Regions from separate parts of the Capsicum annuum genome. Here region 1 is linked to region 2. Evidence: chromatin contacts called from public Hi-C data. All regions are on one chromosome and are shown on one strand. The core of a region is the stretch at or near the end of the contact, and the rest is flanking DNA. Distances in the headings are between cores, read along the strand shown. Region 1 holds the start of LOC107873030 (protein EMBRYO SAC DEVELOPMENT ARREST 30). Region 2 holds the start of LOC107873034 (histone-lysine N-methyltransferase ASHH2).

Region 1 (2,700 bases), core at 154-2,653, 330 kb after region 2:
CTCAACAAACACCAACAAATCGAATCAACAGTTTGACAACAAGAACTACAATAACTACAACAAATTATATTTCACACTGAAAATAGTAGAGAAGAAATGCCAGAAATTAGGATTTTCTTCAGTCCACATTTCAAATTTAAGCAAGAAATATTGAAATTGTTAACCTATACTAGAAGAGACGCAAGTTTTTTTTTTTTTATAACTAAAAAGACAAATTTTTACCTGTGAAAGAAAAAATGGGATGACGAAGAACTCGAGTTGTTGTCGCCGAAGAACACTGCTATCACGTCGATTGGCGGTTGAAAGTCGAAAAAGAACTCGCCTAACTATTTATTGTCGGAGGTTGAAGTCGCTGGGGATAGGAGAGAAAAATTTTACAGAACTGTTGGTTGAGAGAAACTGTCGAGAGAGATGAGAGAGACAGTTGATTTGGAGAGGAGAGGGGAGTGAGTTGATTTGTATTTTTGAAAAGATTAGAAAGTTTTGAAACTATTAATCAAGTCCACAATTAACTTGATCAAGTTTCCTAATTATGTTTGATCTTTAAGTTGGTCAATGTCGACAATCCTTCATTCAAGACTTAAATGATATCTTTCCTTCAATTTTCTCAGGTAACTAAAATCTCTATAAATAACAAATTAAATAGATATTAAAATATAAAAATCTAATGAACGTAAATTCAAATTCAAATTTTTATATTTTGAAATACAAGAGAAGAAAACTCAATAGCTTATGAAGTCTATCACAAAAAGAACAAATTCAAAGTTATACTAGAGAAAAATAACTCATACAGTAAAAGATGATGTAAAAATAGAGGGTGAGAAAGGATAAATATTTTGAGAAAAGTAACTCAAATATAGTAAAAGATGATATAGAAATAGAGAGTGGGGAAGGATAAAGATTTTGAACTAACTTAGAGAATATAATGAAGTAATTAGATAATAAATATATTACTATCCATATATTTCAAATTAAAGTGATCTGAACTATAAAATAAAAGTTTAAAAATAGAAAATAGACAATTGAACAAAATAAATATATCGATTTTATTTTTGTACTAATAAGAAGAGCACTTGATAATTTTATCAGTACAGTTGATGAGTTAAAAAAAGTCAATATTAACAATCTAATAATTTTAGATAGTGAAGTATTTTTTTTAGTAGCCACACAATTCCTTATCTTCATTAATATCGATTTGATTTTGGGATAGTTGGAGTGGGTTGGGGGTCGGTATACTTTTTGGAATTATTCGTTAAAAAATTATATTTAATATTTTATAATTAATTTACATCAATTATGTCAATGTGATACAATAAAAATTGATCAATTTTATTATTTCAATGACTAGGTTAACATTTTTAATGACTAACCTATACTAGTTTATTAAAAAAAAAAAAAGAACTGTAATTGTTAATGTAGTTTGTTTGTTTGTACTATTTTATTTTTTCTTCTAAAATAAACTAAAAAACAAATAATAAAAATATTGGGGTGGCGTTCGAACTTGTGAAATCTTGAACTGACCTGCTGCCTCTTGGTCATAGTCATGCGGATGCCTGTGCTATGTTGCGCTCCAGAATATGAAAGCTCTCACCTCAGGACCGGTCAATCGTCATCACTCCTCTTCCCTATCTCCCTAAATCCGCTTAAACCCCCCCTTCACTCTCTCTCTCCCTCTCTCCCCTAACCACACCAATTTCCCTTCACTTTCAATTAACTCCTCGATCTATTCGAATCACTTCCTTCATAAACACTCAAATTAACTCTCTCTCTCTCTCTATATATATATTCATTTTCAGTTTTTGTATTCTCTGTTAATAAAAGTTCAATTGGCCCAAATGAATTTCTAGATTCACAGATTTATCGTTATCAAGTTCTAGTTGCTGATTCTGTTGAATTGGTGTATTAAATTATTGGAGATGAAATCGAAGATTAAATGGGCAGCATTAGGAGGCCTTGTGTTATCATTTGTTTCATTGCTGGTTCACTTGTTTCTTGCTAAGTCCAGTGCTGATCTTGTACAATACACTGCTATTACCGCCGTTTTTACTGACGATTTAACTCCTACTTTAGCCACCAGAAAGGTAAATTATCATTAACAAGACATCTATTAAATTGATTTCTTTGCCCCATTGATTGATTGAATGATGGGGAAGACCCCGTAGAAGACGGAGAATACTACTCCCTCCATTCCAAAATAGTTGTCATGTTTCGCTTCTCGACAGTCAATTTGACTAATTTTTGATGAAAGCTGATGAATTTATTGAATGATGGGGAAGACCCCGTAGAAGACAAAGTATGCCCATGTAGAGAATATTTACTCCCTCCTCTGTTCCAAAATAGTTGTCATGTTTCACTTCTTGATGAAAGCTGATATTTTTATTGAATTATGGGGAAGAACCTGTAGAAGACAGTAGTATGTCCATGTAGATAATATTATTCCCAACATTCCAAAATAGTTGTCATGCTTCGGGGCGGGAGAGTTAATTTGACTAATTTTCACTGATGAATTAGATTAGATTATTTCAATATTTTAAAGTAAGATTTTGGATATTCAAAAGCTATGCGGGAAGTACTATAAGTTGCGATTTATCTTATATCAATATGATAAAAAAATACATCTTAAAATGTTGGTCAAAATTAATATCATTTGACTCTCAAAAAGGAAATCATGACAAGTATTTTTGAATGGAGGGAGTACAA
Region 2 (2,700 bases), core at 53-2,552:
TCATATAATGATTAAATCCCGTGGAGTCTGATACCGTGTCACTAGCTTGGTATGACATTAATTAAACATTTTTAATTAACAAAAGTGTCCAGTGCATACAGATGCTAAAGGAAGTTTAAGCAATTCAAACAGTGCATGACCCAATATTTTCAGATCTGCTAAACATAAATAAGGCAGCCCACCTCTTTCCAACAGCCACAACAACAACAACATCATACCCAATGAAATCCCACAAGTGAGGTACGGGGAGGGTAGAATGTACGGACCTTACCACTACCTCGTGGAGGTAGAGGGCTGTTTCCGAAAGACCCTCCGCTCAAGTGCAGCAAGTCCAGGTACAAAGAAGAAGGAAACGGTAAAGAAAATATAGCAACTAACAAGGAAATAGTGCAAAGTCTACCAGAGAGAAATAAAAACAACAACAAAATAAGCAGGGACTACAATACTACGGCTTGTACAACAACAACAAACACCAACAATCCTAAACCCTCGAAAAGCAAGACAACACTCCTAACCTAAAATTACTACTGAAATATCTTGCACGAGCACATACTCATACAACTTCAATTTTAGTTTTCTTTCTTTTTATCTACACTTAGTTTTTGTGCCTAGCAATGGACGAAACCAGGATTAACACCTAGCAGGTCAATCAAACTAGGCGATGTCTCCAACCTGCCTATGCATTAGCGGCAGGGTTACTCACCACCTGTACGGATGAGAAGGTGATCACTTGCTGCATTGAGCTAAAAAACCATTTTTTTTAATAACCGTGGTGTCCGGGCAGCTTAATGATAACTCGTACGTCTGTACAGAGAAAACAGAAAAGTAACGGAGTCCCGTACAGCAATAAAAGTAAACCCTAAGCAGGCAACATAACCAAAAATCCCTAAAACCAAAGCTACAACACCAATGCAGATAAATAAATATACATATACAAAATAAAATAAAAAACTAACAGAAAAAGAGAAGAATCAATATAAAGATTATACCTGGTGAATTTGAAGAGAGTTGAGGAACAGTAAGAAGACCAATTTCAGGAAGTATAATTATAGTTTTTTTTTAGAGAGAGAAAGGGATATTTATTGAAGCGTTTTAGAGAGAGAAGAGGAATCACTTTTGGGGGATGTCAGCAAAAGGGCTCCGCCGGAACGGAACTCATTTCAGCTTTTCTTCTCTTTTTTCTTTTTAGGTAGCGTATTTTATTTTATCCGATTATTACTTCTACTAGTATTATTATTGGGTTGTAGTCTGGTAGAATCGGAGTAATTATTTTTCTGGATACGAGGTCAACCTTATTACTTAATTTTCTTTATGAATTCTATCATTAGCTTCTTAATCTTATAAGTAAACATAAAATTCAGATGATTATAAAAATTAGTGTAGTATCTAAAAAGTACTCCTACTCTTATAAATTGTACTCCCTCCGTCCCTAAGATATCTTATTAATTAAGAAAAATAATTAATAACATGACTAGTTTATCATAGTACCCCTATAAAATAATGTTTACATTTCTAATTTGAAGAAAAAATAATTAATGCAAAGGGTAAAACATGAAAAAAAAAATTATCTCTTTTTTATTAATGGAAAAAGACAAGTAAAATTAGAAAATTTGGAATAGATAATTTAAGACTGATGAGTATATTTTTATAATTAAAAATATTTTAAAATGTCAAAAGATAAAGATAGACTTGCAAAATTAGTTACTTTCAAGGTTATTTGTCACATCGTTTATATTGCAAGAATAGAATAAGTTATTTCATATATATTTGAGATAATTTTTTTATTTCATCGAATGTACCAAACAATTCCTAACATTTTAGAGTAATACTTTTAATCCTTTTTTTCCATCATTTGAAATATATAAATATAGAGAGAGAGATATTCGACAATTTATTCTTTTTCTCCTATAAAGATTATTTATTAATTTTATGTCTTTTGAAATGGCAAGGGTGAAATTGAAATTATAAAAAGTTGCTCTCACCTTCGAATTCTTTTAAATTAAAGTGATAGATGTATCGATTATGGTTATTGTAGGCGTATCTAGGTTGAGGAGGTCAAGGGGTTATTCATAGAATGCGGGGTAGGACGACTGGATCAGACGAGATTTCGATGGATTTTTGGAAGTGCACTGAAGAGGCAGGTTTAGAGTGGCTGACAAGGTTGTTTAACATCATCTTTATGGCGACGAAGATGCTTGAAGTTTGGAGATGAAGTATAATGATTTCATTATATAAGAACAAGGGGGATATTCAGAGTTACAACAACTATAGGGATGTCAAGTTGTTGAATCATACTATGAAGGTTTGGGAAAGGGTGGTAAAGTTGAGGTTGAGGAGAATCGTGACTATTTTTTAGAATCAGTTCGGTTTCATGTCAAGTCGCTCGATTACGGAGGTCATTCACCTCGTGAAAAGATTAGTGGTGCAGTTTAGGGAGAAGAAGAAGGACTTTCACATGGTGGCACTGATCTTGAGAATGCGTATGACAAAGTCCCAGAAAAATTTTGTGGAGGTGCATGGAGGCTAGAGGGTGCCTGTGTTATTTTGATAAGGTTGCACCAGGGATCGACTCTTAGCCTGTTTTTATTTGCCTTAGTAATGGATATTTTAAGCGGTGTATTCAAGGGGAGATGCCTTAGTTTATGTTATTTGTTGATGATATTGTACTGATTGACGAGAATCAAGGGAAAATTAATGATA

Evidence for each region. Hi-C and Micro-C count contacts between places; a contact is called where the count stands out from the background.
Region 1: a contact with region 2 is called in a Hi-C map of leaf, with 2.9 times the contacts expected there. The contact joins the promoter of LOC107873030 here to the promoter of LOC107873034 in region 2. A contact is called at or near these places in 2 of 5 Hi-C or Micro-C datasets (leaf and placenta).

The regions. Positions count from the first base shown.
Region 1 is chr6:169,037,049-169,039,748 of UCD10Xv1.1, forward strand. LOC107873030 (protein EMBRYO SAC DEVELOPMENT ARREST 30) reads left to right here and starts at 1,404. Exons shown (of 10, transcript XM_016719730.2): 1 at 1,404-2,081. The coding sequence starts at 1,917.
Region 2 is chr6:168,708,355-168,711,054 of UCD10Xv1.1, forward strand. It overlaps LOC107873034 (histone-lysine N-methyltransferase ASHH2), which reads right to left and starts at 1,303. Exons shown (of 18, transcript XM_016719743.2): 1 at 990-1,303.